Linked DNA regions of Mus musculus: regions 2, 3, 4, 5, 6 and 7 are each linked to region 1. A link is a contact called in public ChIA-PET, HiChIP or PLAC-seq and promoter capture Hi-C data. All regions are on one chromosome and are shown on one strand. The core of a region is the stretch at or near the end of the contact, and the rest is flanking DNA. Distances in the headings are between cores, read along the strand shown. Region 1 holds the start of Akt1s1 (AKT1 substrate 1 (proline-rich)). Region 2 holds the start of 2410002F23Rik (RIKEN cDNA 2410002F23 gene). Region 3 holds the start of Ntn5 (netrin 5). Region 4 holds the start of Ftl1 (ferritin light polypeptide 1). Region 5 holds the start of Bcat2 (branched chain aminotransferase 2, mitochondrial). Region 6 holds the start of Ppp1r15a (protein phosphatase 1, regulatory subunit 15A). Region 7 holds the start of Rasip1 (Ras interacting protein 1).

Region 1 (3,744 bases), core at 629-3,128:
TTAAAAAAAAGAAAGAAAAAATAACCCTTTATTAAAAAAAAGAAAGAAAAAAGAAAAGAACAGACTCACACCCCTGCTCTCAGCCCTTTCTGTGTTCTTGTCAAGATTCCTCTGTGTCCTTCTGACTTTTCACTGTAACTGAATAAAGAGCTTCAAGTGGTAGCCATTGTCATTGTAACTAGCTGTGAGTCTACAGGGGGCACTGATGATGGACAGACAGGGGATACTGTTGAGCAGGGCCAGACATAGGCTCAATGGGTAAGACAGATGGCCTAAGTTCAGTCCAGAGAACCCACAAGGAGAAATGAATGACCCCTCCGAGTAGAACACACACAAATAAGCAAATAAGTCATCTATGGCCAGAAAGATAGTGTAGTAGTTAGCAAGGCTTACTGTACAGTCCCAGAGACCAGAGTTCAGATCCCAGTCCCCACATACCATCCAAAGCTCCAGCATGTGTCTGCAGTGCTGTCTTCTGCATGCACTCACAGGTAGTGCACACACATGCTCACACATTCACACCCCCTCCACACCCCACACAATCTAAATCTTTGCGCTTAGTGAGAGGGTTCTGGACTTGCTGCCAAAACCGGCAACCTGGGTTCAACCCTGGAGCCCACTCGGTGGAAGGAGAGAACCTGCTACCACAGGTTATCCTCTGACCTCCACACACCCACACCGTGGCATGTGAATGCACACACACAATAAATAAATGTAATAAATAAACGTAAAGCAAACAGAGAGGAAAGAAAGCTGCCTCAGACCAAAACTAGGCCACACCCCTTGAGAAGTCTGAACCCAGCAGGGTCCCCTAAGGAGCCAAAAGGATATGGCATTAGGTCATTTCAGAAAGCAAACAGGCTCACAGGTTCCCGAGTACTCCCTGCCTTCCACTAGAGTGGGGAAGAGGAGCGAGTCGCCTACCTTCTTGAAGAGAATCTGGGTTGGGTCTCCAGCCTCCTCCACCGGAGCCCAGTGCAGAAAGACGTCGCTGTCCTGAGGGACATGGGGAGGACTTAGTAGAGTCACCCGAATGCCCCTCATCCCTCAATTCGAAGTTCCCACACATGTCACCTCCATCCCGGCCCACCTTTTCCACCACTCGTATGACGCCGGCGATGAGCGAGTCTGGATCCTGGTGTTTCCGGGCGCTGGTGTGCAGGTACACGCCTCCCTTTTCAAACACCACCTAGTGAAAGCCAAGGGTCTAAGGGAGGCGTTTTCCCCAGGGGCGGGGTCTAGAGCCCCTGACTGACAAGCGGAGATGGGGCGTGGCGAGTCTACAGTCCCGCCTCGCACCCCAGATGGGCGTGCGTTTTCCAGGGGGCGGGGCTAAGGGAGGCTCTCCCTAAGGACTGCGGAGAGTGACAACAGCATCGTAACTAGAAGCTGGTGCTTGCTAAGTTGACTCGGCCTAATCCCTGCACAGCAGAAGGTGGAAGCGGACCATCAGTGGGGGGCGTCTCCTGTAGATGAGCGAGGGAATGATTTCCAAAGTCTTACCCTGTAGCTGGATCCTTCCATTGCCGCCGCGGAGGTTCCACTGCCCCTATCTCCTCCTTTTCCGGGTCAACTTGGTGTCATATCCGGAAAAATAACGCTCCCTTCCAGGCTAGATAGTGGTAGCGTCCCCGAGGTTGTTAAGGCTGCAGTGGGTGAGACCATCTGTTTGAACAGGGTAGTAGAAACTCGAAGACATAGGTCACGAGGTGTAGAACGCAAAGTTGGCAAGGGTCAGCGGGACGGCGCAGGCGCACTGCGCCACTCTCGCCACGAAGTAAACAAGTAGGAGGACCCATGCTCGCAGCCCAACTCGTGATCGCTCGGGAACGCCTCCTTGGCCCTCTCCATATTTTATACTGGCATCGAAGCCAATACTGTGCCGTTTTTCTCGAGGACAAACCAGAGCGGCTTGGTGGAAGCCATGTTAATGCGGGGCACTACCATCTCTTTGCGGGGCACGACGGCGGGGTGCTGGAAAAGCGAAACGGAGAGAGGAAAAGGTGAGAGAAGCGGTATGGCACCAGAGGCGCTGAGGGGCTCGGGATAAAGGGTGAAGCCGTCAGTGCTCCTGGAAACGAAGCTGCCCCAAATTTCTGAGTCACCGTGGAAAGAGGACTGCACCACCATCTTGAAACTGGGCAAACCGAAGCAAGAAACGCTGCCATATTGAATCTTTGCCAGCTTTGTGTTAAAGGGAACGAGCGAGGGCCTAGAGGAGGGGGTCTAGTGTGGACGGAAGGAAGTGTCCATATGCTTTATAGGCATATGAAGCCATACTAACTGCCACGTCGGGACGGGAGCAGACGTTGAATACGAACGAGGGACGTCATGCCGCTTGCGTGTGAGCATGGGCATGCAGTCATGCCGCTTGCCTACGCTTGTGTGAGCATGGGCATGCGGTCATAGTTGTTGCGGGCAATTCGAAACAGTAGCAAAAGTCTTTTGCCGTATTTTCCATCCGTGGGCACCCTTGCTGTCGCTCTTGCCCACGGCTTGCCGACGGAGCTTCTAGTTGCTATTTTGATTTGAGGCATGCAGGATAAGGGAGGGGGAGTGTACACAATGGAGGAGGGGCAGCCACACGGAAATGACGCAAGAAGCCGCCATGCCTTTTGAGGGCGGCGACGGCGCCTGGCCGGCCATGCTGGCTACGGGCACGTGAGTGGAGGCGGCGTTGTGAGCTGGGGTTTGGGGAGGGTCTGGCCTTCCTGAGGTTGAGGGGCAGTGGGAGGGCGAGCCCCCGTGGGAAGGGTATGGACTGCATAGGTCAGGGGGGCAGTGATCGTCCTGCGACTCCTGGCCGACTGCTGAAAGAGCTCACGCTCAACCCCATGTGTCTGACTCGCGACGAAGTGTAGACGAGCTTCACTGCGGGGGTGCCGACGGGCTGGAACCCTCACGCTGGCGGTGAACCATGTCCATACGGCTGTGTGTGCTGGGGGTCGCGGGTGGGTGAGGGGGCGCCCCGGGCGGGACTTCCGGTCCCGATCCCCACCGGGGGCGGGATTTCCTGTTGTGTTCCTAGAGCAGGGGCCTCTCTGGGCTGCGGGCGTGGTGTAGCCCTGGTCGGCGGCCTCACTTCGGTGGTAGGATCCTTCTTGGACGTCCCGCACCGTGTCCCGTGCTGCGGCCGTTTTCTTTTCTATCTCTCTTCACAACTGTCCTGGGAGGCCTGCACCTTCCCGCTGGACAGCTCCCCCTTCCTGGTTTGCCCCAGAGTCTTGCCTCATAGGAGGCCATAGGCCTAGGAGGTTGGAGTAAGTTGCCCTCATTCCAGCCGCCTTCACAAGTCATTCACTCGGTGACACTGCTGCTGTGGCTGCCCCCGAGATCTCGTGCAAAGAGGCTGAGACTTGCCACTCTTTGCCCTCACGAAAGTGAGGACCGAAGCTGTGTCATCTTGGATCAGTCACTTTCTTGCCCTTAGCCATAATCCTAAACTTCCAGCCTCCTTTATTAGCTAGGAGAGGTGGAAGGTGTGTGTAGGAGTTGCTGGGCGCCTTTTAAAGCTGTAGGTAGGACTTTGAGGCCCAGCAGACAGTAGTGTCAAAGCACTGCAGCTTTCTCCCTCTCCATGGAAAGATGGGATGGGGGGATGCAGTCTAATGAGGTAGGCAGGGTGGAGCGCAGTATTGGCAGAGAAGGCTCTAGACACAGACTGCTCTTCTCAGTGGTCAGCTCTGCCAGTATAACAGTCAAGAGCCTGGATTCAGAGCTTCAGGCTGTAAAGTGGGGTGTCCA
Region 2 (3,749 bases), core at 826-3,325, 600 kb before region 1:
ATCAAAAAAAAAAGTCACAAGGGTCTGGACAGATGGCTCAGCTTTTAAGAGTTTTACAGAGAACCAGGGCTTGATCCCCAAAACCCTCATGGCGGTTTCCAACTGCCCAGAACTCCAGTTTCAACACTCCCATCTGACCTCTAAGGGTACCAAGCACACACACATGCAAGCAAAACACTCATACATATAAATCTAAAATAAGCACATTGTATTTTCAAAGGAAAAAATTTAGATGTGTTCTCATGTATTTCAGGTTGGTCTGGAACTCACTATGTAGCCAAGATGGAATCTAAGTTCTCAGTCTCTTGCTGGCATTCTAGGTGGACACAAGCATGCCTGGTCTAATGTTAGGGATGAACCCAGCGCTTCCTTCATGTTGGACAGGCACTCTACCAACTGAGCCACATTCCCCAAGCAAATGCGTCCATTTTTAAACAGAGTAACAACTCTGTCTTATACTAGATCTACAAGTAATCAAATAAACAGTGTCAATACTGTGCAGACAGATGCAATGTATGTGCCCATAGATGAAGGTAAGGGGGTCCATGCTATGGGGAAAGAGAAAGGTGTCTTATTTTTCTGTTGCTATGATAAAACACCCTGATAAACGCCACGTAAGGGGACAGGTTCACAGTTCAAAGTGCAGTTCATCACATGGAGAGGTAAGGTGAGGGTCAAGGAGGCAGGAGCTTGAGGAGGCTGCTGGTCACACTGCATCTGCAGTCAGAGGGACATTTACACTGGTGCTCAGCTTTCTCCATTTATGCAGCCCATGGTTCCCCAATAGTGGGTGTGCCTTCCCAGGTCAACTAACCCAACTAAGATAACCTGTGCATGGTCAGCGGCTAAGCTAACCTAGATAACTCTCCACAAGGTATGCTCCAAGGCTTCTTTCCTAGGTAATACCAGATTTGGAGAAGTTGACCATATTAACCATCAATGTGGTAACGGGAGCCAAGCACAGAAGCAGACAGGGAGCTTTCTGAGCTCAAGGCCAGCCTGTTCTAGAGAGAGAGGCCTTGTCTCATCAAACTATTGACTTTCCTCTGGTGTGAGCCAGCAGCAATAATGGAAACTCGTTTACCTAAGAGAAGAATCTTTCCCTTTACTTCAGACCACTAGGTTCCCAGGCCAGTCTCCCCAGCGGAATGAGAAAGAGCCCTAATGAGCAGAGGGCCAGCTAAACAAAGAATACTCAGGTCACATTAAGGAATCTAGAGCTTGAAGAGTGTAACATAGACTATTTGGAGGGCAAAATGAAGAAAGAGAGAACTGGTATGAGGTGCAGACTTTTAAAAAAAAAATGTTCTATGACTTCTGTGGTTGAGGACCCACTTCGAGCTCATCCAAGTATTCAGAACCCTGACCCTTATCCCCCAAGACCTAGGGGTTCCAGCCCTCCGCCTCCTTCCTCAGACCCAGCAGTCCTTATCTCAGCCTCCAGATTCAAACCCAGTAGTGCAGCCCTCCAGCCTCACGCCCTCATACACAAGGGTCCAGACACCACCCACCCTCCCTCACACCCAGGGGTCCAGACCCCAACCTGCCCTCTTTCTGGCACAGGGAATTCCCCTCCTTTCCGCCCTAGCGTCCCCGCTCCGGGCCCGCACATCACAGAACCCAGCCCTCTAACTACACCACACCCATGGTTCCCTAAAAGTCTGCCAGTGTGTGCTGGTCCTGCCTCCCGCGCCGCAGCTGCGACTACTGCCGGGTGGGCCCTTTTAGCGGACCCCAGCTTCTGCAGCAAAAACGAGCTAGCCTGCCGCGCTGGCAAGTCGGGGGATTTCCGGTTCTGGCCAAACCCCCACCCCATGGGGGGCTTTCTCGTCCCGCCCTCTCCTTGGGAGCTGTCTAAGAGCTGCCTGACGGAAGTAACGGAAGAACCTTTCAGATATGTTCTTCATTCTCTTCATCCTCTTTGGGAACAACGTACCTTATCACCTGATCAGGAATGTCCTAAGGGCAACAGACGTTTATTCTTTCTGCCACCGTGAAAGCAGGATCCCCGGCTCAGGCGTAAGTGTGGGCTACCTCAGGGCGGGGCCCAAGAGCCGCTGGAGGCGGGGCCTTGCGAGCGCGATGGGTGGGGCTGACGGGCAGCGCGCGCTATAAATGGGGACACGCGGCGGTGGCGCGCGCCTGTGGCGATCGCGTGTGAGGTGAGGTCTGTCCCGGTGAGTTTTTCCACGGTGTTGGCCTCGGTACCTTCCAGTCGGTGGTGCTGCTTTGCACCCTGGGAAGCACGTGTCCCGAGGTGTCCGTGGCCTGGTCACGGGTGTACCTGTCGCGCGGACGGGCTCAAGGGCGCTGCTTGGGGCCGCGGGCGTGCTCGGGCTGGAACCAGGGTTTCTCTCGAAGGGGCGGATGCGGGTACTTTCGGGACAATGCCTTTCGCCAGGTTTGTGGAGCTTGGGATGCCGGGCCAGGCCTTCCTTTGTCTTGCCTTAGCCGGGCTACGCCATTTCTGCTGCTCACGTCGCGGGTCTTGTCCGCCATCTTCCCGGTTTTTTTTTTTTTTTTAGGCGACAGGGAGGGGGGTGTGTGACATAGAATCTTTCCTCCCAGTGACAGCCCCGTGCTACCTGCAGGTTCTCTCCGTAGGAAATCTCTACCACTGCCCCTCCCCCGTGTGGGATTTTGGCAATTTTGTGCAACCTAGAACACATGAGGGCTGGAGGAGGATGGGGTGTAGGGGCAGATACACGATACGGAGTTACCAAGGCGGAAGTGAGTGCACGTGGAGGACTGGATTGCTTCGGAGCAGCAGGTAGGAGTAGACGAGGAGGAAGGGAGCCAGGCCTTTGTTCACCTGCAAGAATACTAATACAATGGCTACAGGATGGTCTTGTAGGGCCTGATGGTACAAGCATTTTCGGTTCAGCTACTCAAGTAAATTACATATTTCTCCCAAAATATTTTAACCACACCTTTGCCTGTAAACCAATCTTTTTCTGCCTACTTACTGGTCAGTGCCATTATCACACTTGATTAAACTCTTTCCTCTTGGGAATCCTACTGTTCTCTTTGTGTTCCTTGCTAAATCATCTCCCAGACAGCTTTCACAGGGTGGTTCAAATCTCGCTGAGTAAGTCACTGGGCCTTCCATTTATTTATTTATTTATTTATATAAATATATATATGTATATAAGCCTATATTATATATATAAAATCTCAGCAGGGTTTTGCTTGTTTGCATTTTGCTCTGTAGAACCCCCATAGTTCTCCCACCAGGCTCCTCAGAAGGATGTGTGTCTTTGCAGGTTGTGTTTTTCAAGGTTACGAACCAAGACAGAACATCATGTCCATAGGGAATCTCTATGGACCTACTGGACTGGGGAACTTGGAGCCTCTAGTGGATTTTGTGTTTGTCAATCTTTTCTATTGTGTTAGCTTGGCCACCATCCCTGAAGGCAAGTAGCCTTGACATTGCAGAAGGCCTGAGGCTCCTGTGATGTTTAGCACTGGGCTCCAAACACCCTTGAGGACACAGTGCCCCTCCAGGACCTTTGACACCTGGAGATCTGAGGACCTCTAAATTTGATGTTCTGTACCTGTGGGCTGGCCCCACACATAACCCTCACCAAGTCCTTTCGGTATTACAGGTGTATCTTGAAGCCACGTAGCCATCCATCATCATCTTACTGTGGTAAGAGCCTTTACTTTTTAATCTGTCCACACCTAAAATAAATAGTGTACCTTCCTTTTCAGTTACTCTCTATAAGTTGGATTTAATGAACCCGCAATTA
Region 3 (3,981 bases), core at 400-2,899, 830 kb after region 1:
CAGGTGTCTGCTGCACCATACTGATATCTGCTCTCTCCTGCTTATTCTCTGTCCAAGCCTCAGTATTAGGCAGGCCCCCTCAGCTCCTGTATCCCAGGGCCTTACTTTATTATTAACCATTTCTGGAAGTCAGAACATTCTTGGAGTTTAACTTGGGTTCCCAGAAAGGTCAGGCAGCTCTGACCACAGGACACAGCACAGCACACACACCAAGTCTCACAGAAATACAATGCTCGCCAGCACTACACTGCCTCACTTGCCCGCAAAGCAAACCCATCCTCCCCCACCCCAGCTCCTTCTTTTCTCATTGCAGTCATTTTCTTTCTCCTGGCTCTCTAGCCAACTCGAAGTGGATCGCCCAGCCCAGCCAGAGCACCAGGGAGCAGAGCTGGGCCAGAGAACCTGGGCAGAGAAGAGAAAGGGCTCAAGATGGCTTTGGGAGAGGGAGTGGATCTCGGAACACTTCCTGGTAAAGGCAGCAGCTTTGGGAAGTGCTCTGTTGCTGCCATCTTGAGGTGACGCCCAGCCTTCATCCGGCTATGCCGAGAGCGCCCTCTGGAGGCTGTTCCACAGCAAGGCCTGGAAGACTCAGTGGAGAGGCTGTGCTACCCACCTCCTTTGCCTGAGGCTGCAGACAGAGACCCTCTACTGTGGAGAGCAAACAGGCCTGAGCTCTCCCGAGGCTTGACCCTGTGAGGGTTAGGGTCTCGATACTTGGGGAGCTCCATAGCACCTCTGAATTAAGGACCAGCCACTTCCTGGGTGGGCTTGGCTTCCCCACAGCTGATGCTTTCTGGGGGTCCCCCAGCCAGCTCAGGCACCCAGAGCAAAGTGAGGAGGAGAACTCCCTCTGGAGACAGCGTAGGGACTTACCACGCTAGGCAGGCAGGATCCTGCAGCAGACCCAGACCTTCTCTGGATGTCTGACAGCCATCTGTCCTGCTCCACAGCGAGCCATTCGCAATTGTCTACAGAACAGACCAGCTTCCCGTCTTTCTGTCTAGAAGGTGGCCTGACAGTGCCAAGGCTGGGGCAAACCGGGGAGGACTTGCTGGACCCACAAGTCCCACGTGTCACCCTATGGCTCACACAGCCCTTGCTGGGGACATGGGTCTCAGATGTGGGATCCGTTGGCCTGAGCCTTCTCTTAAAGCTTAGTCCTCCTGCATCTGTGGGTCTTGTAGCTCTCATTTGTCCTTGTCCCTGCTCCTCTAAGATCCCAGCCTCAAGGGTCACCCGGCAGTACAGAGGGATCTCTTACTCCCAGGGCACCAGGTCCCTGAGTCTTGTCCTGGGCCAGTTCTGCACACTGGCAAGACAGTAGCTATGAATGGGGTGGGTGCTCAGGAACAAACCACACATATTCTCATCTTGCTCAGAGAGAAACCACAACACTCAAATGTTCAGACACAACAAGTTGTGGAAGTGTTTCAGGCTAAAAGCCCTGGGGCCTTTATCCACCAGTGGCTGGGGGGAGGGGGGAGCTGCCTTTGGCTTTTGCTACCTTCTTTTCCTCCCCAAGTTCAGCCAGGCTGAAAGTCTTCTCCGCTGCCCTCCTTGCAGGTAGCACTGGCCTCTGGTTTCCCCTACAGCTGATCTGAGGCTGGGAATTTTAGAGCTTGAAAGCAACTGACCTTAACACCGAGTTAACGCACTTGGGGCAGGAGGATGCAGGATGGGGAGGGGCTGGCTGGCTTGGGGTCGGCCAAAAGCAGGGGCTGGCAAGCTAAACTCCAGAGGTGCTGGGGCAAGTGGGAACAGGCCAGGACCCCAATCCCAGAACCCCAAGCTGTAGTCATACCCCTACCTGCTTGGATCCTTCTAGGCCGGCTTGTTTGGGGCCACCAAGCTTCAAGCCTGCTGGGGGCGACAGTGCTCCTGTCCCACGCAGTCTCGGGTGGCATGGCTGGCAAGGGTCCCTGTGGGAAAGCGTGGCTGCTGTTGGCTAGGGTTTGGGTGGGCGGTAGTGTTGGATTCTGCGGGCTCTGCTTTCAGCTCCCGCCCAGAACCCCCACTAGCCTGGGCCTGAGAACAGCCACTCTCACTCCTCCCGAGAGCCCTCCAAGTGCTTCTCCTACAGAAGAGTGTGGGGATGACCGACTACAGGACACTCTTTTCTTCTCCAGGCAGGTTTGACCAATGGCTGGGCCCTAATAGCCAGGTAGGAGGTGCATGCTGAAGAGGGGCAGGCAGGCAGAGTCCCTTATGGATCCCACTGGCCCAGGGAATTTGGATGGGCCTGCCACTGAGAGGTAGGAATGCTGTAGGCCCAAACGGGCAAGGGCTAGTTTCTGCCTAACCCCAAGAACACAGAGAACTCACAGCCTGGTACTTCACGGTGTTGAGAGCCGGAAGGTGGGACCTTGAAATTACCTAGCAAGAAACGTGTTTACATGAGGGGCTGGGGTGGGGGAGGCTATGGGTGCATAATGGCTCAGACTCCCGGGGGCAGGGAGTCTATGGACTGGGCAAGGGAGGCACCCTGCCTGGGAAATGTCAGTGGAGCACAGGGCTCTGATGTCTGGAGGTAAGGGTACATGCAGGGGGCTCAGGAAAGTCCCAAGATCCCCAGTCCTATGTGGGGGAAGCTGAAAGCCTTAGTCCTCTGGCTCCTAGCACTCCTTAGGCTCTGGATTTCTGGTTTCTAAGTGCCTTGGCATCGGGCACACACCTTATGCCACCTCCTGCTTTTTTTCCTCCCATATCATCTACCCCCAGCACTGGCCCCCATCTGCTCGGGGGCTGAGTGCTTGTGGAGTGTGGAGGGATTTGGGTCCAGGTCTGAGATTTGGGGTAGCAAGTGGGGCCACCTCCCAGCAAGTCCCAGAAAAGTAAGTGCAGGGCCCCAACACCCTGAGCCCTAAAGGAAGGCCAGGCTCTGCCTTCCCAGTACCTGAGGGGTCTGCTCTCTAACTCCAAGGCTTTGTTGGTTTCCAGCTCCTTCAGCACCACCTTCCCTCAGCACTCTTCTCTGGCTACACACCTGGAGGGGAAAGGGTTAAGGGTGGAGGGCTGGAGTGGGTGGCAGAGAGGCCAGGGTTTTTTGGCAATAATCCGCCTTCCGTGCCCTGGGTGTGGAGAACAAGGTTAGAACCCCATGTGGGAAAGGCTTCCACTCTGACCCACGTGGGCCAAGGCCTCTTCTTCTGATTTTCTGCCAGGCAGTAGTAGCTCTCCTCTCCCTCTCGAGCCTCCCCTGGGCTTTCATGCCTGTCTCTGAGCCTACCTGCTCTTCCCTCCCAGCCCCAGAGCCTCTAGCTTCATGCCATCCAACTACCCAGCCGGACACCCGGTCCTCTGCCCTGCCCTGTCTAGCCTCCGGCTTTCCCCGGGTCTGTGCTGGACTCTGCTCCTCTTCTCTGTGGGCTTCCTCTCTCGGCCAGGCTCCTCCATCTCTTCTCTGTGGGCTTCCTCTCTCGGCCAGGCTCTTCCATCTCTTCTCTGTGGGCTTCCTCTCTCGGCCAGGCTCCTCCATCTCTTCCGTGACTCGCTCTCCTAGGTTTTCACATCTGTCGGTCCTGCTGGCTCCTCATCTCCCCTCACCCTCTCCCCAGGGCCTCTACCCCTCGACACTGATGGATAACTTTGGGGTGTTAAGCTCTGGATTAGTTCAGGCAAAATTCTCAATTTTGCTTGCGTTCTTTCCCTGTGGGTTATGTAAACAGTAATTCTCCCCAGATGGAACTATTTTCCTCGCTTCGAGGCAGCTGGGGAGGGGGCTCAGGCAGGACCAGGAGGAATGCAGGGTCTGCAGGAATCCTCAGCAGGGTGGACACCAACTGACCCCATCTGCCACCTCTGTCTACAGGTGCCGGCTCTACTGTGACCACGCCCATTACCCTCAGCCTCTTGCTCCTCCTTAGCCAGGCCACCTCAGACCCATGCTATGATCCAGGAGGGCGCCCTCGCTTTTGCCTCCCACCAGTGACCCAGTTGGTTGGCAAGGCAGCAGCCCCCTGCTCTCAGACCTGTGCTCTTCCT
Region 4 (3,855 bases), core at 642-3,141, 610 kb after region 1:
CCAGGGCGGTTACAAAGCTGCCTAGTGGCTTGAGAGGTTCATTCAGGTGGAGGTCCCAGGGCGGGCTGGTGCAGAGCAGAGGGGGGAGCCCCTTGGAAGGTACAGAGGCCTCCTAGTCGTGCTTGAGAGTGAGGCGCTCAAAGAGATACTCGCCCAGAGACCCCTGGGGCGCGCCAGTCTGCGCTGGTTGTGGCCCCGCCACCCTGCGGAGGTTGGTCAGATGGTTGCCCATCTTCTTGATGAGTTTCACCTCCTTATCCAGATAGTGGCTTTCCAGGAAGTCACAGAGCTGTAAAGGAAGGAAGAGACATCAGACACCGAGTTCTAAGAGACAGGTGTGAGCAGGAAGCTTTAAAAAAAAAAAATCCTGCCCTCAAGGGCAGGTAGGTAGGTAGGTAGGTGTGTCCTCAGTACTGTGTGTGGTGCTTCTGCAATCTGCACTCGGGAGGCAGGAGGATTAAATTATTGGGAGCTGAAAGCCAACACACAACAGTCTAGGTTTTGTCAGAGAAGGGAAGAAATGATTAGCAAGGTACTTACATGAGGGTCCGCGCGGGCAGAACCCAGGGCATGCAGATCCAAGAGGGCCTGATTCAGGTTCTTCTCCATGGCCAAGGCAGCTTCCATGGCCTCCTGGGTTTTACCCCATTCATCTTGAGATGGCTTCTGCACACAAGAATATCAAGCCTAGATTACATCCTTCACCCAGCCAATATAAAACTGACTGCACAGGAAAAGTGGGCACAGTGGGGAAAAATAATGGGATACTGTCTTTAATCCCACCACTGAGAGACTGGGCGAGAAGACAGGAGGATCTCTTGATAGGAGGCAACCTGGTCTACATTGTGATTTCCATGCTAGCTAGAGAGACACCGCCTCTCCCCAGCCCAGCAGTCCTCATCTGTATTCTGTAATTACCCCCATTTTCCAGTTTCTGACATCCTGGTGGGTTTAGTTGCTCTACATACTCCTATTGTCTACACTAGTCCTGCCACCACTCCCTTCCAAGACGTCTATCCGGATGCCCAAACTATGGGGATGGCAAGTAAACGCACATGCTCGGTAGTGCCCAATACCCCCGCTTCTTACCTGCACATCCTGGAAGAGTGCACGGCCCCCGCGATCGTTCTGAAACTCGAGGAGACGCTCCGCGCCCTCGCGCTTCTCCTCGGCCAATTCGCGGAAGAAGTGGCCTACGCCCTCCAGAGCCACGTCATCCCGATCAAAAAAGAAGCCCTGCGGGAGGTTACAAATACGAGTTAACGGAACGCGGTGGCTCGGCTCACACTGTAAACTTCAATCGCAACACTCAAGAGGTAGAGGCAGTACGTGTGAGATTTCGAGGGCAGCCCGGTCTGCCCAGCGAGTTCCAGTCAGACAAAACTACTATGTACACAGCGCGCAGGGAGAGGGAGAGGTCGGAGCACAGTCTCTGCCCTGCATGGAACAAAGAAGGCCCGCGCATGCGCAGGAGGGTGGGTGTGATGGACCCCCCCCCCCCCCCCCCGTTCAGAAGGCAACCCCGAGCTGCTCACCAGAGAGAGGTAGGTGTAGGAGGCCCGCAGGTGCAAGTTGACCAGGCGGTTCACGGCAGCTTCCACCTCGGTGGAATAATTCTGACGAATCTGAGAGGTCATGGCTGATCCGGAGTAGGAGCTAACCGCGAAGAGACGGTGCAGACTGGTCCTAGGAGCTGAAGGCAGCGAGGAGATGGTCCCGGAGGCTGCGACTGGAGAGACTTGTAAAGGCGGCTGGAAGCGAGTACAGTGGGAATCCCCGGGTCTGTTCCGTTCAAACACTGTTGAAGCAAGACACAGATCCACGGGACCTCCAAGGCGCTGCTCTAAGTCCCGGGCAAGGAGCGCTCCTTTTATAGCATGTTGACCCTCCGGAGGGAGGGGTGCCCCAGGCCCGAGACTAACCAATCGGCGGTGGCGTGAGGCGGAGACGGAAAAGTATACTTGACCAATCCGGAGCTGAGGGGAACCTCGCTCCCCACCCACCCAGTCCCATGAGATGAAGTCACGGGACTGGAGCGCGAGGCCTTGTGAAATGGAGGCTTGGGGGAGGGGCGGTGGTCCGGATCCGGAGGCGCAACCTGGAGGGGTCGCAGGGTTCTGGGCTCCGGGTCACTGAGACCCTGGGGAGGGGATGACTTCGAGGTCCTTTTCTGGGTGTCTCACAAAAGAGAATTTTGGGGCCTGAGAACATGGATCTGGGGATGGGCTGAGTGTGGGGTAATGTCTGTAAATGCAAAGGGAACCTCCATATGTCCAATTGCACACAATGAAGGGATATGTCACGTCATGAGGAAGTCTGGTATTCCAAAGATTCTAGAGATCTCCTTGAGGGAATGGAAGGGATGCCCAGAAGTATAGGGTTTTAGGTTCACCATAGGAACTAAGATTGTTTGCTTGTTTTTCTGTTTTCTGTAACCCAGGAGGTCGTGAAGCCCTTTGAGGGCTTGGAGTGGGCAGAGAGCCTTGGGTTACCGTGTGTGCACCTCCCTCGGGTGCTCTGGAAGGTGACATGTGGAGGCCCAGACAGGACTTTGGAGTTCTGGTCAGCCTGTCTGTCTGGGTCTGTGTCAGTGAACCTGTCTTTCTAGAAACAGACACGCATGATGGCGCTTGGAGAATTGCTGGGCTCCTTCCTGGAGTTTGGTCCAGAAGCCTCCTTGCAGGTTGCTCTTTTGGAATCAAAAGGCCCGAGAGTTAGGGAGAGCAAGAACTCAGGACCCAGAAACAGACAGTCAGTCTTACGCAGAACAGTTGGGGCATGCAAGGCCCAACTGGACTTTTGAGGACAGGACGGGCTCATACCAGGGTCTAATCTCAGAAGCCTGGGAAGAGAGCAAAGGGAAACGAGCCCAATCATGAAAAGGGGCTAAAGGAAGAAACAGTAAGATGGGTCAAGGGAGCCACGCGGAGCAGGAAGAATGTGCTGCTGAGGCCCTTAGTGGAAGGGGTAGCAAGGCCAGTTCTGCTGAGTCACGCTGAGCTCAGCTAGGCAGTGGGGCGGGCGGCAGGCCACACCCGGGCTGACAGCCAGAAGTCCCCCGGCTAAGGGGCTTGTGGTCTGTTTTCCCTGTGTGGTCAGGCAGCTGTACGGCTCTGGAGTGGCTAGCCTACACGTATCTTTCTCCTGACTTGACGTCTGCGGTGGTCTGTTGATTTGGGGGTCAGAGTTACTCATTAACCACAGTGCTCCAGAACCTGACCTCTGGCCTTCAACCCGACAGGCCTGGACAAGGCTGTAAAGGTGGAAAAAGATAAAACCCGGAAGCCACAGGGGACAAGGAAAGGAGAGAGGTACACAAATTTGAGTGGCAGAATCTCAGACTGGGGGATTGAGGGTGGAACAAAAGACCAAGTCCCCTTAAAATGGCTTCCTCTTCCCTTCTGGCACCTCTGGTAATCCAGCATCTAGGAGTCTGCTCCAGTTCCGGTGGCCTCCTCCCTCCCTCCCTCCCTCCCTCCCTCCCTCCCTCCCTCCCTCCCTCCCTCCCTCCCTCCCTCCATCTTGTCCTTTCAGAATCTGCAGGATCTCTGGAATTCCAGGCTCCTGTCCCCAGGGCTGAAGACAGCTCTGCAGCTGCGGTGTGTACTCTTTATGGAGCGGGTCCCTGATTGGAGCCTCAGGGATACCAGGTGGGCCTGGCGCCTGTGCTTGGGATGGCAGCTGGGCGGACAAGGGACCATACAATCCAAAGTGGACCTGAGGTTTATTGGCGCCTCCCCAGGCCACCATTCCCACCCCTCCCAATAATTACAAAAGTAAGAAAAATGCCTTTCCCCTTCCCCCATTCATCCCAGGAAAATGTCATAATTTATGAAGAAAAGACACAGTCCAAGG
Region 5 (4,296 bases), core at 491-2,990, 720 kb after region 1:
TTTAGAAATGGAGAGTGGGAGGTGGGGGCGGGGTGAGCAATGTCTGCGGGGGAGCGTGTGTGGTGTGGTTTGGTTACTGTGCCCTGGGCAGTTTAAAGAACAGTGATCCGGTGTTGGGATTTGGGAGCAGTTGTGGCTGTAGAGCCTGAGAACATTCTGCAGAATTATAGAGACTCAGCAGAAGCTTCTTGTGTGTGTGTGTGTGTGTGTGTGTGTTCTGGCACCGATTGTCTAACTACCTCTGAAGCCTTAAAGGTGGAGAGCTAAGGATGAAGGGGTGTGGTTTGAAGCTGTAGGCTGATGTGAGGTCCTGTAATGATTTGAAGTATGAAATTTTTTTGAGCTTCTTAGGAAACTTGAAGGAGGCACAATGAACCATGGACCTGAGAACACATACACACCCCCCTCTGTGTGTGTACTCAAGCACTTATCTCAGAATTACAATGAACATGTTATCTCCTTGTGCAGAGTGAGGCGTCTTAGCTTCTAGCCATCATCTTTCTCCAAAGTCCTATTTCTTTTTGTCTCATTTGAGACAAGAGTTTAGCTTTCTCACTTAGGGTGCTTTTTTATTTGCAACAAACCTCCTGCCTCAGCTAGGCCTGGCTTAAAGTACACTTTCTCTGATCCACTGGCATTTACAGTGAACTGTTTCTTTTTTTTTTTTTTTTTTGGTTTTTTGAGACAGGGTTTCTCTGTGTAGCCCTGGCTGGCCTGGAACTCACTCTGTAGACAGAGTTGGCCTCGAACTCAAAATTCACCTGCCTCTGCCTCCCAAGTGCTAGGATTAAAGGCATGCGCCACCACACCCGGCTGCGCTGTTCCTTTTTATCAAAGCCGTCTGGCCCGCTTTGCCACTGATGATAGTTCCTGTGAATGTGCATTGTTGTTCTTGCTTTATTTTTAGAAAAGCGTTTTATAGCAAGCAGTGGTGGCACACCTTTAATTTCAGCTTTGGAGGCAGAGGCAGGAGGATCTCTGTAAGTCTGAGGACAACCTGGTTTACTTACCGAGCTAGTTCTAGGACAACCTGGGCTACACAGAGAAACACTGTCTCTAGATAGATAGATAGATAGATAGATAGATAGAAGAAAGAAAAAATGTTTTAAACTTTTTGTGTATGTGTATTGCCTGCACATATGTTAGTGTATCATGTGCATGCCGGTGCCTGTGGAACTCGGAAGAGGGCACAGAATCCCTTGGAACTGGAGTTACAGGCACTTATGAGCTATGTGGGTGCTAGGAACCAAGCCCGGTCCTCTCTAAGAGCAGCCCAGTACTTTTAACTGTTGCGCCCTCTTTCCAACCTCTTTTTTTTGTTTGTTTGTTTTTCGAGACAGGGTTTCTCTGTGTAGCCCTGGCTGTCCTGGAACTCACTTTGTAGACCAGGCTGGCCTCGAACTCAGAAATCCTCCTGCCTCTGCCTCGAGTGCTGGGAGGCAGTGTTTTAAGGCAGGGTCTTACCAGATAGCCCTGGCTGGCTTGGAACTAATTAGGTGGCTCAGAATGGTTTTGGACTCACAGAGATCCTTCCACCTGTCTCCCAAACGCTGAGCTTAAGACGTGTGCCACCATGCTCGGCGACATATACAAAATTTAGAGGTCTGGATCTGTTCCCAGGGGTTAGAGCGCTTCCCAAACATTCACGAGCCCACGGATTCCATACTCAGATGCCAAACAAAAGCCAAAGTAAATGCCTAGCTGGGAGTGAGTGTGGCTGTGGTAGAGCAGGGTAGGGTGGAGGCGAGGAGGGAGAGAGTGCGGCAGGTCGGGACCGTTCCCGCGCAGGATCTTCACAGCAGAGCCTGGGTCCCTGTGGTCCCAGAACTAAGGACGGCCTGGCAGAAGTGAGGCTCGACACAGCAGCCATCTGCGGGAGGGGGCGTGAGCAGGGCGGGGCCCGAATGCCTTTCACCAGGCCGCGCCCCAGGCGGGCACAGTCACCAGCCGCACACACCGGATCATGGCTGCAGCCACACTAGGACAGGTGGGTGCGTGGCCGGCCGGCGCTGGGGGCTCTGGGGGACCTGATGCGGGGGGGGCGCACTTCCGGGTGGACCACTGGCGCGCAGCCTTTCCGGCTTGGCGTCATTCCTCTGTGCCTCGGGTTCCGCTGCCCAGCACGGAGGCGGATGGACCCCCCCTTGGGAAGAAAGACGGGGCTATAACGGGCGGGCGGCAGAATGGGTAGACAGGAGTGGGGCGCGAGAGGTGCCTGAACCGGGAGCTCGGACGTGGGGAGCCATGGAGGAGGACTATAATGGGAGAAGTACAGGGTGGGGTGGATGCGGGGAAGTTGTGGCTGGGGCATGCAGCCTGTGTGTGTTAAGGACCAGTTGCTCTTGGGTTCCTTTAGACAAGGGGCCCAGGACCTCTTGGGACTTAGTGTATGGCTTGGCGCAGGGTCTTGGGTGGGAATTGAACCCAAGATCTTATTTCTTGGAACAAAAAGCACATGTCGATGTGTGCAGTGTCTGAGGCTCTCTGTACCTGGTTTTGTAATCCCAGTCAAGTTTCTGTCTGTCAAAATGATAAAAGATCCTCCAGACCAGAAGACTTCAGTCAGTGCTTACCGATGGTGTCAAGCGGTGTCATAGATGGAGAATCTATGATATTTCGTTTGTTTGTTTGTCTTTTCGAGGTAGGGTTTCACTGCATACTCCCAGCTGTCCCGTTGCTCTGTAGACCACCAGGTTGGCCTCGAACTCTGCCCGCCTCTGCCTTCTGAGTCCTAGAATTAAAGTCCTGGGCCACCACTGCTGAGCTTGAGAGTCTGTGATCTTAAGAGAACGTGATAAATAAGTGTGGAAACAGCTGGCCATAACCTTGGGGGAAAGCGTTTGCTGTTAGCTCCCACCTGCTTATCAGAAGTTCTCGCTCCAGGCTGGCGAATTCCTGAACAAACCTTTAAGTCCCCCAGTTCTTAGTGACAGACAGAAATGTTCTATGCAGATGGTCTTGGGATATGACGGGGACAAGAATCTAGGCTCTGACTGTGTGGTGGCCTTGGATGGATACAGCATTGCCATACTGGACCAATCTCTAATTCTAATGGGACAGAACTGGGTTCTGAAGACAGTTTTACCCTGTAATGGAGACACTTTGAACATGAGCCTGCTCAGAGCTATGAGTATCTAGTGGTGAGTGTCCACAAAGTGAAATTTTGGAGTATAGAGGAACCTGCTGGCTGGGGTTTGCAAGGACTGTCTTACAGGGACTAGCCTAGACTGGCATTGGGATACTCTGAGTCTGAAAGAAACAGCCCTTCAACTGGCCAAGGACAACCCTGGCTGTAGAGGGGAACATGTTTGGGATGGGGTCAGGAAACAGCCCTGAGCTGTGTTAGGACACTATGTTGCTCTATAAGGGACTGTCCTGAGGTGACTGGTTGTATCTGAGCCTTGGACTTCTACAAATCTGATGGAGAGTCTGTCCTATGATGAGGACAGCCTGGGGCTATGTGAGGAGATAGCATGGTGTAGGGACAGTTATCTGAGACAGGACAACACCTTACTATGATAATTATTTTGCTTACTTTTGGCGTGAGAGTGGAGCTTTGGCAAGAACACCTGATCTTTGATGGATACTGTGTTTCAGTTCTGGGCTGCTGGGATGTGAAAGGAGCATGGGCAAACCACAGGGAACCCTGCCCAGCACCCTCCCCTTTAATCTCTGAACTCTGCTTCCACTCTTTTCTACTTCCTGTAGCCCCCACCCCCAACCCCCATCTAGCTTCCTTCTTTAAGCTTAATTCTTATCCTATGGTATGGGGGAGGGGTGTTCTTTGAGCCAAGAGAAGACTACTGTTGGCCTTACAGAATTGCTCCAGGAAGACAAAGGTAGCACTTCCGAGGTTGCAAGAGCTCTGTGCCAGCTCAGACTCATCATCTCTTGACACAATGCCTTTTCTGTGCCTCAAGGCTGTGTGATGTTTCTCTCCCTCCATTCCCCTGGATCTCTCTCTCTCTCTCTCTCTCTTTCTCTTTTTTTGGTTTTTTGAGACGGGGTTTCTCTGTATAGCTCTGGCTGTCCTGGAACTCACTTTTGTAGACCAGGCTGGCCTCGAACTCAGAAATCCACCTGCCTCTGCCTCCCAAGTGCTGGGATTAAAGGTGTGCGCCATCACCACCCGGCTCCCCTGGATCTCTTTAGCTTGGGCTGGGCTTGAGCTTTTGATCCTCCTGCTTCACCCTCCCGAGTTCTGTGACGACGATGGGTTTGTGTTACCAAACCCAGTTTAGAGTTTCTTTGACTCTCTGCTTTTCCCTTCCCTCCTGGTATTGCCCACCCCTGCCC
Region 6 (4,034 bases), core at 819-3,318, 680 kb after region 1:
GGGTGGCACCGGTCTGAGCTGTGTCTTCCTCAGCTGAATCCAAATCGCTGTTTTCTTCCTCTGTGTCCTCTCCTGGGCGATACACCCAGGCCTTCAGGAAGGCACTTGTATGGGGGGTGGCACCGGTCTGAGCTGTGTCTTCCTCAGCTGAATCCGAATCGCTGTCTTCTTCCTCTGTGTCCTCTCCTGGGCGATACACCCAGGCCTTCAGGAAGGCACTTGTATGGGGGGTGGCACCGGTCTGAGCTGTGTCTTCCTCAGCTGAATCCGAATCGCTGTTGTCTTCTTCCTCTGTGTCCTCTCCTGGGCGATACACCCAGGCCTTCAGGAAGGCATTTCCAGTACAGACAAAAGTTGTCTCAGGTCCTCCTTCCTCAGCCTCAGCATTCCGACAAGGGTGACCCTGCCCTGCCCTGTGTGCCTCTACCTTGGCTTCTCCCTCCTGCTTAGGCTTCTCTCTAGAGTAGTACTCCCAGGCTCTGGAGTGGGAGCCTGAAGAAGGAGAGTTGGAGGGGTCAGCCTTGTTTTCTGTTCCTTTTTCTTCCGTGGCTTGATGTTCTGCCTCCCCCAAGAAAGGCACAGGGGTGCTGGGTTTGTATCCCGGAGCTATGGAAGCAGCAGAAGCTTGGTAAGTCTTCACTGTTTCTCCATCCTCTTCATTCTCAGCTGGACCACCCTCCAGCTGTGATGTGGGATAAGCGGGCTCAGCCACTCCCTCTTCTCTAGCCACCACCTCCCCAAGCCTCTTATCAGCCCCTTGCAGGCCAGCGGGCTGTAGTGTGGCCTTGCCAGCTGTGCGTTCCATTTCCTTCTCTCTAAGGTCATCTTGTCCTGGCTTTGCATTGTACTCATCAACATTTGAAAGTCCCCAAGTTTCAGGAGGGGAACTTTCAGCTTCCACAAGGCAGAGCCTCTGGGCTGCTTGACTCTGTTCAGGAGATCCACTTTCTTCAGTCTCCCCATGAGGGAGGAGGTTACCAGAGACAGGGGTAGGTGTCAGCAGAGCCGCAGCTTCTATCTGATCTGCTCCTGTTACTGTTTTTGCCAGCCATGCCTCTGGGACTTCTGGGCCCCTCAGGCGGCTCCAGGCCCGACTGAGCAAGCCCATCAGTGGGGACAGGAGATAGAAGTTGTGGGCGTCCCTCCAGTGCAGGACATGCTGGGGTCTTGGGCTCGGGGCCATGTGTCTGGGCTAGAAAGGGGGGAAATTTGTTTAGAAGTCGCTCTGGGAAACAGTCTCGGGTCACAGCACTGAGTCATGGTAACAAATAGTCACAGCAGCAACACGTGAATGCCTGCCTCGAATTCCAAATAACATTGCTCACACCCAACTCTGCCACTTGGTTAATCTCTCTCAACACCCAAGCTCTACATCCTTAGAACCAAGAGCCCACACTCTTAAACCCTTCCCTTAGCCCCAGTCACAGTTCCTGGCCAGCCCTTCTCAGACCTGTAAGAGTCTGGCTTTTTAGTGACCTTTCGTTCCTCAAGCTTGTGTTCATGCCCCTAAAACCTCCCTCTGCCTACCCCTCGGACCCTGGTTATTCCTCCTGGGGTCCTTCCCTTTATTTGGCGCTATACAGATATTGCCGGTCGAGCCTCCCGGCCCCTTTCCCTTTAAACGAAGAGTGTAGACGTGGGCTCTCCTCTCTCAGACCAAATAAGCCATCTGGGCTTCTGTGCCTTTTCCCCAAACCTGGAATCGCCCTCCAGCTTGCCCCCTCAGATTCCACAACTCTCTCCAGTCTCCTCGCCAGAGAGTCCTCCCTCAAAGGCCGCCCCATCCCCCACTCACCGGCGGGCTGCACGTCACCCCGGGGGCTGAAGCGCCGGTTCTGGTTGCCAAAAGCGATCGTGGGTCCGGACTGCTCGCGAAGCCAGCGGGTTCATGTCGCCCTCAGGCGTGGGGCTCGGGGACGCAATGTTTCACAGGCTGTAGCAAAGGCTGTCCCGGCCGGCAAAGGGATGCGGGGTCGCGCGGGATATCGCATGTAATCTTCCACAAACTCAGAGCTGACTCAATCTGCGCCAACATCGTCCACGCGGCTTTTATACCCTGACGCGGCGCTGTGCTGACGTCACCGGAGAGGCGGGGTCTCGGAAGTCCCTGGGAAAGGTGGAAAGAGGAAAACAACACTGAACTTCTCGCGGAGACTCCGCGCTCTGTGAGGTCACCGCAGCTTCTCAGGCGTGCCCTAGGCTCAATCGAGAGAGCCGTCGATCTCACGTAATTTCCGAGCAAGTACGCGAACCTTATCTGGCAGTCACGTACCGTGCCATTTCCCTTTCCTTTTATTTTCTTTATTTGAGAGGCTGGGACTGGTTTCCATCTCTGTAATCCTCCTGCTACTGTCTCCAGAGTGCTAGGATTAAGGGCGTACACCAAGACTTCCGACCTTTTTTCTCCAAGCAAGAGTGACTTTTTTTTTTTTTTTTTTTTTTTTTTGGAGAGTGGGGGGGGTTCGAAACAGGATTTTTCTGAGTATCCGTGGCTGATCAGGCTGGTAGATCAGGCTGGCTTCAAACTCAATGATCCACCAGCCTCTACCTTCTAAATGTTGGGATTAAAGGTCCCAGCCACCACTCCCCTGTTAGCAATGGATTTTTATTAGAAGACAAAACACCCAATGTTTTTAAATTTTATTTATGTATTTTTTTTAAATGTAGGAGTGGTCTGTCTGCTTGTTTACCTACGTGCTAGAACAGGTCATAAGATCCCATTACAGATGGTTGTGAGCCACCTTGTGGTTACTGAGAATTGAACACAGGACCTCTGGAAGAGCAGCCAGTGTTCTTAACCACTGAGCCATCTCTCCAGCCTTTGTTTGTTTTTCCAAGACTAGTTTCTGGTTGTCCTGGAACACAACTTTGTAGACTAGGCTAGCCTAGAGCTCACTGAGATCCGATTGCCTCGGCCTCCTGATTCCCGGATTAAAGGCTGGTGAGATGGCTCAGAGAACAGTGACAGCCAGGCGTGGCGCACGCCTTTGATCCCAGCACTCAGGAGGCAGAGGCAGGTGGATTTCTGAGTTCGAGGCCAGCCTGATCTACAAAGTGAGTTCCAGGACAGCCAGGGCTATACAGAAAAACCCAGTCTCGAAAAAACAAAACAAAAACAAAAAACCAACACCCCCCCCACCCCCCGCCAGAACAGTGGCTGCTATCTCACACCTCACAGGCAAAAAAAAAAAAAAAAAAGACAAAAACCAAGATTTTCTTTTAATCTTTTTTTTTTTTTTTTTTTTTTTTTTTTTAAATTTTTTTATTTATTTTCTGTACATGAGTACACAGTAGCTGTCTTCAGACACACCAGAAGAGGGCATCAGATCCCATTACAGATGGTTGTGAGCCACCATGTGGTTGCTGGGAATTGAACTCAGGCCCTCTGGAAGAGCAGTGAGTGTTCTTAACCGCTGAGCCATCTCTCCAGCCCCCTTCTTTTAATCTTTATGTGAGTGTTTTCTCTCTCTCTCTCTCTCCCTCTCCCCCTCTCCTCTGTGTGTATATTATATATCATGTCTGTATGGTGTACAAGGAGGTCGGAAGATGGCATCTGATCTTGTAGAACTGGAGTTAAGATGTTTGTGAAGCTCCACATGGAGCAATCTGGGGACTAAATTTGGGTCCTCTGCAAAGAATAGCAAGCACTTAAGCCCTGACCCATCTTTCTGGTCCTTTAGTTGTTTTTGGTGGATCTGTCTGTTTTTTGTCTTGTTTTCAGACAGGGATTTTCAGTATAGCCCTGGCTGCCCTGAAACTCACTCTGTAGGCTAGGCTGGTCTGGAACTCACAGAAATCTACCTGCTGCTTCCTTCTGAGTGCTGAGATTAAAGGCATGTACCACCATGCCTGCCCAGTCTGTCTGTTTTGAACAGGGTCTTACAGTATGTCCACACTGTCCTGGGACTCACAGGGTAAGAATCTTGGGCAATTCTCTTCCTGTGTACAGAGGAGCATCAACCTCTTCTGAGGTCTGCCCTCATGGACCCTCCTTCTTCTATGTCTATTTTTTTTTTTTTTTTTTTTTTTTAGTG
Region 7 (3,880 bases), core at 400-2,899, 780 kb after region 1:
CTGCCTAACTGGGTTGTCTTAGGCTTCAGTTGGACTTACTGGGGTGTGCCCACCCTTTAGAGAAGGCTAGGGTTTTGGGGTAGGCTTGCAGTTATTGGCTGCTGCCAGGACTGCCCTATGGTTCTCCTCTGTCAGTATTGCCCCCAAAGCATTCAGAGGAAAACCAACCACCGAACATCATAACCCAAGAGGAGCACGAGACTCCTGTCCACGTGACTCCACAGACACCACCGGGGCAGGAGCCAGAGTCGGAGCTGTACCCGGAGCTGCACCCAGAGTTGTACCCGGAGCTCATACCTACAGTCGCTCAAAATCCAGAGAAAAAAATGAAAACTCGCCTCTTAATACTGTTGACCCTTGGCTTTGTGGTTCTTGTGGCCAGCATCATTATCTCGTGAGCTGTTCACCAGGAAATTTAAAGGGAGGGTGGGCCTTAGATAAAGTGGACTTGGGTGAAGGGAAGAGACGCAGGTGCAGTGGAGGAAAAGCAGGAATGAGACAAGCTTTGAAAGGAGCATGTCTTTTTTTTTTCCATTTTTTTATTAGGTATTTAGCTCATTTACATTTCCAATGCTATACCAAAAGTCCCCCATACCCACCCACCCCCACTCCCCTACCCACCCCCTCCCCCTTTTTGGCCCTGGCATTCCCCTGTACTGGGGCATATAAAGTTTGTGTGTCCAATGGGCCGGAGCATGTCTTGATAGAGGACTTGGGGGTCTGGGTAAGAGGGGGGCTTGAAGACAGAGGCAGGCTTGATGGAAGGAAGGGAGCTGGCGGAGAGGAGGGGCTTGGTGGAGGGGAGTGGCTTGATGGAGGAGTGTAGTCTTGGCTATGGAGAGATTTTATAGAAGGGTGCAGACAAGGGCTTGGATGGACGGATGGATGGATGGAAAGGAAACGGCCTTGTGGAGGGAAGTGATTTGGAGTGGGTCGGGCCTGGGTGGAGGGAGGGCATCCTACAATCCAGTGCTGGCAACAGGACAGGAAGCTACTGGGCACTTTCCTTTGGGGCTCACTTAGGAGGACAAGGCTTATATAAACTGTTAAGTTAGGCTTGGGGGGGGGCGGTTCAGGAAAGTGTGTACTTCACTCAACCTGTGACCTAATGTGGTTCTGTGCACCTATGTCCTGCCCCAGGGTACTTCACTTTAGGAAAGTCAGCGCTAAATTGAAGAATGCAAGTGACGAAGTCAAACCCACCGCGTCAGGATCCAAGTCAGATCAGAGTTTGTCCCAACAGATGGGATTGAAGAAGGCCTCTCAGGCAGATTTTAACTCTGACTACTCTGGAGATAAGAGCGAGGCAACAGAAAACTAATAAAGATTTGTATTTGACTTACTTTTGGGGACTGGTTCTGACTTCTGGCTCCAAGAGAGGAGATCTGGATGTGCCCTCCCCCGCCATCTGAGGGAGTTGTAGCTGGAACATGGGACCTCCCTTTCTAGGTGGCCCATGAGTGAGTGGTGGGCCCAGAATCAAGGCGCAGGCCAGGGCCAGCCCTGCCTCATCTCCTCCCCCAGGCCTGGTCTCCTCACAGGACGCCCCCTCCCCGCTCTTCCTGCCGGGTTTCCTCTTGCCTTTTCCTGTCCCCCACCCAGTGCTGGGAGCTTGGGCAGAGGAAAACACTTTACAGAGGGACTGGGACTTAACGGAGGCCAACAGCACCAGGGCCTCCGGGTGCTACGGGACCCGAAGCAGGGTAAGAGCCACAACAGTGACTCCACCCATCCTGGGACCTAGGAGCTCATTTCTTTGCCCCTCTTACTCCCTGGGATTCAGGAACCAGAACTGATTCTCTCTTCCGTAGCTCCCCACTCTACCCCACCCCACCCGACTGTGGCCTTAGGACTTGGGGCCTTCCCCTCTTCCCTTAGGGCCATGCTATCTGGTGAACGAAAGGAGGGCGGAAGCCCCCGCTTCGGGAAGCTCCATCTTCCAGTGGGCCTGTGGATCAATTCCCCAAGGAAACAGCTCGCCAAACTGGGGCGGCGCTGGCCCAGCGCTGCCTCTGTCAAGTAAGTGGTCAACCTCTATGGTATGCCTGCCATTTGTCCCTGTTTATCACTGGGTCATGCCAGCGACCCTACAAAAGTGGGCAGTGGTTCCTGTCCTAAATAGACAAGCGAGCTGGGGGGTGACAGTGGAACACAGTGACGTCGAGGCACAGGGAGAGAAGAAGTGGGCACTGGGATGGAACGCAGTACACATCCCCTCTCTCTGTTCACCTATTTCTTACCAAGGGTCATATCTTTATTAATTTTATTACCTATCTCTCTTATCTCCATTCTTCCCACCGCACACCACCATCTTGGTTTTCTGCTCCCATCCCTTTGTCCCTTTTCTTTGGTTCTTTGTCTCTGACTCTTGAGTTTCTGTCCCTCCCCCTTTCTCGGTTTCTCTGTGTCTTTGGCCCCTCTTTCTGGGCACTATCTCTGGGTGTCTCTCTGTGTCTCTGTCTCTCTCTGTGTCTCTGTCTCTGATTCTCTCTTCTGTGTCCTCTCTGCCCACTTCTTTCTCCTCAGGTCCTCGTCCTCCGACACGGGGAGCCGAAGCAGCGAGCCCCTGCCGCCGCCGCCGCCGCCGCCGCACGTGGAGCTGCGGCGCGTAGGTGCGGTGAAGGCGGCGGGGGGAGCGTCGGGCAGCCGAGCCAAGCGCATCTCGCAGCTGTTTCGGGGCTCAGGGGCCGGCGGCGCCGGGGGTCCTGGCACGCCTGGGGGCGCGCAGCGCTGGGCCAGCGAGAAGAAGCTGCCTGAACTGGCGGCGGGTGTAGCTCCGGAGCCCCCGTTGCCCACGCGTGCCGCGGTGCCCCCGGGAGTGCTCAAGATCTTCGCTTCTGGGCTGGCGTCGGGCGCCAACTACAAGAGCGTGCTGGCTACGGAGCGATCCACCGCGCGCGAGCTGGTGGCGGAGGCGCTGGAGCGCTACGGGCTGACGGGCGGCCGCGGAGCGGGCGACAGCGGCTGCGTGGACGCCTACGCGCTTTGCGACGCTCTGGGCCGGCCCGCGGTCGGCGTGGGCGGAGGCGAGTGGCGTGCCGAGCACCTGCGGGTGTTGGCCGACGCGGAGCGCCCTCTGCTGGTGCAGGACCTGTGGCGCGCCCGTCCGGGCTGGGCGCGGCGCTTTGAGCTGCGCGGCCGCGAGGAGGCTCGACGGCTGGAGCAGGAGGCCTTCGGGGCTGCGGATGCAGACGGTCAGCCAGGGAAGGGCACAGAGACTTGGGGCGGGACTTAGGGGGCAGTAAGATGACTGGACCCTGGGCGGGAGGTGATGGGGACGTGGCTTACAGGGAGAGGAGGCGGGGCCTGCATGATAAAAGGCAGGGACCTGGGTGAGAGGTGATGAGGGAGGGCTCTGGGAGGTTCTGGTGGCAGGGCACACAGAGTGGGAAGACTCTGGACTGGATGTGCTGGAGTGGGGTGTAATTGGAGGGGAGCGGAGCCAGCAGGACAAAACTGGTGGTGCCATTCTGGGGCGGAACTTACAGGCCGGGTCTGATAAGGGCAGTAGGTAGCATGGTTAAGGGGTGTTAACCTACATGATATATCTTTTATTACTTTACCTTTGTGGTATAGCTTATTTTATTTTAACCAAGACAGGGTTGGAGTTCTAGGTGAAGGTTCAGTGGAATAACGTATATAAATGGCATAGCACATACTTAATAGAGAATAGGGAGGGCTAGAGAGTTGGTTCAGCGGTAAAGAGCGCTGGCTTGCTCTTTCACAGGACCCTGGTTCAGTTCCCAGCACCCACATGGCAACTCACAACTGTCCTTAACTCCGCTACTAGGGGATCTGACATCTTCCCGTAGATATAGATGCAGGCTAAACACCAATAACCACTCAAAAGAATGACAATTACTGTCGTCTCTTCTCTCTC

The links. ChIA-PET counts read pairs in DNA pulled down with a chosen protein or histone mark. HiChIP or PLAC-seq counts read pairs in DNA pulled down with a chosen protein or histone mark. Capture Hi-C pulls out chosen DNA fragments and counts their contacts.
Region 2: a contact with region 1 is called in a promoter capture Hi-C map of pancreatic islet, with 28 times the contacts expected there. The contact joins the promoter of 2410002F23Rik here to the promoter of Akt1s1 in region 1. A contact is called at or near these places in 2 of 115 datasets of contacts at active chromatin or transcription factors (extraembryonic endoderm stem cells and memory CD8 T cells) and 1 of 9 other capture datasets (pancreatic islet).
Region 3: a contact with region 1 is called in a FOXA1 HiChIP or PLAC-seq map of pancreatic cancer cells. The contact joins the promoter of Ntn5 here to the promoter of Akt1s1 in region 1. A contact is called at or near these places in 1 of 39 promoter capture datasets (liver), 2 of 115 datasets of contacts at active chromatin or transcription factors (bone marrow-derived macrophages and pancreatic cancer cells) and 1 of 9 other capture datasets (pancreatic islet).
Region 4: an RNA polymerase II ChIA-PET map of memory CD8 T cells shows a contact between it and region 1, with 65 read pairs. The contact joins the promoter of Ftl1 here to the promoter of Akt1s1 in region 1. A contact is called at or near these places in 7 of 39 promoter capture datasets (the C10 cell line, embryonic stem cells, erythroid cells and 3 more), 2 of 484 Hi-C or Micro-C datasets (CD8 T cells and pre-B cells), 3 of 115 datasets of contacts at active chromatin or transcription factors (double positive thymocytes, memory CD8 T cells and pancreatic cancer cells) and 3 of 9 other capture datasets (adipose tissue, liver and pancreatic islet).
Region 5: a promoter capture Hi-C map of liver shows a contact between it and region 1, with 2.7 times the contacts expected there. The contact joins the promoter of Bcat2 here to the promoter of Akt1s1 in region 1. A contact is called at or near these places in 6 of 39 promoter capture datasets (cranial neural crest, erythroid cells, hippocampal neurons and 2 more), 5 of 115 datasets of contacts at active chromatin or transcription factors (astrocytes, bone marrow-derived macrophages, memory CD8 T cells and 2 more) and 2 of 9 other capture datasets (adipose tissue and liver).
Region 6: a contact with region 1 is called in an RNA polymerase II ChIA-PET map of memory CD8 T cells, with 45 read pairs. The contact joins the promoter of Ppp1r15a here to the promoter of Akt1s1 in region 1. A contact is called at or near these places in 5 of 39 promoter capture datasets (the C10 cell line, erythroid cells, liver and 1 more), 1 of 484 Hi-C or Micro-C datasets (embryonic stem cells), 1 of 115 datasets of contacts at active chromatin or transcription factors (memory CD8 T cells) and 3 of 9 other capture datasets (adipose tissue, liver and pancreatic islet).
Region 7: a contact with region 1 is called in a promoter capture Hi-C map of adipose tissue, with 2.8 times the contacts expected there. The contact joins the promoter of Rasip1 here to the promoter of Akt1s1 in region 1. A contact is called at or near these places in 3 of 39 promoter capture datasets (cranial neural crest, liver and second pharyngeal arch cranial neural crest), 3 of 115 datasets of contacts at active chromatin or transcription factors (bone marrow-derived dendritic cells, memory CD8 T cells and pancreatic cancer cells) and 2 of 9 other capture datasets (adipose tissue and liver).

The regions. Positions count from the first base shown.
Region 1 is chr7:44,847,346-44,851,089 of GRCm38.p6, forward strand. It overlaps Akt1s1 (AKT1 substrate 1 (proline-rich)), which reads left to right and starts at 1,879. Exons shown (of 5, transcript NM_026270.4): 1 at 1,879-2,003. It overlaps Tbc1d17 (TBC1 domain family, member 17), which reads right to left and starts at 1,734. Exons shown (of 17, transcript NM_001042655.1): 1 at 1,504-1,734; 2 at 1,091-1,189; 3 at 925-996. The coding sequence starts at 1,524. Mir707 (microRNA 707) reads left to right here and starts at 2,354; the gene lies at 2,354-2,426.
Region 2 is chr7:44,244,647-44,248,395 of GRCm38.p6, forward strand. 2410002F23Rik (RIKEN cDNA 2410002F23 gene) reads left to right here and starts at 2,076. Exons shown (of 6, transcript NM_025880.4): 1 at 2,076-2,177; 2 at 3,606-3,649. It overlaps LOC115486841 (a small nucleolar RNA gene), which reads left to right and starts at 3,444; the gene lies at 3,444-3,534.
Region 3 is chr7:45,682,373-45,686,353 of GRCm38.p6, forward strand. It overlaps Ntn5 (netrin 5), which reads left to right and starts at 1,650. Exons shown (of 7, transcript NM_001358870.1): 1 at 1,650-2,126; 2 at 3,809-3,981. The coding sequence starts at 2,093. Sec1 (secretory blood group 1) reads right to left here. Exons shown (of 4, transcript NM_001271578.1): 2 at 2,894-2,983; 3 at 1,808-1,919. The coding sequence starts at 1,904.
Region 4 is chr7:45,457,995-45,461,849 of GRCm38.p6, forward strand. It overlaps Ftl1 (ferritin light polypeptide 1), which reads right to left and starts at 1,892. Exons shown (of 4, transcript NM_010240.2): 1 at 1,536-1,892; 2 at 1,090-1,236; 3 at 541-666; 4 at 1-289. The coding sequence starts at 1,637. The coding sequence ends at 113. It overlaps Bax (BCL2-associated X protein), which reads right to left. Exons shown (of 6, transcript NM_007527.3): 6 at 3,701-3,855.
Region 5 is chr7:45,568,413-45,572,708 of GRCm38.p6, forward strand. It overlaps Bcat2 (branched chain aminotransferase 2, mitochondrial), which reads left to right and starts at 1,741. Exons shown (of 11, transcript NM_009737.3): 1 at 1,741-1,987. The coding sequence starts at 1,964. 0610005C13Rik (RIKEN cDNA 0610005C13 gene) reads right to left here. Exons shown (of 5, transcript NR_038166.1): 4 at 2,574-2,780.
Region 6 is chr7:45,524,200-45,528,233 of GRCm38.p6, forward strand. It overlaps Ppp1r15a (protein phosphatase 1, regulatory subunit 15A), which reads right to left and starts at 2,069. Exons shown (of 3, transcript NM_008654.2): 1 at 1,796-2,069; 2 at 1-1,192. The coding sequence starts at 1,183. It also overlaps a transcript of Plekha4 not described here.
Region 7 is chr7:45,625,888-45,629,767 of GRCm38.p6, forward strand. Rasip1 (Ras interacting protein 1) reads left to right here and starts at 1,650. Exons shown (of 12, transcript NM_028544.1): 1 at 1,650-1,703; 2 at 1,879-2,019; 3 at 2,527-3,194. The coding sequence starts at 1,883. It overlaps Izumo1 (izumo sperm-egg fusion 1), which reads left to right. Exons shown (of 10, transcript NM_001018013.1): 9 at 136-394; 10 at 1,141-1,355. The coding sequence ends at 1,321.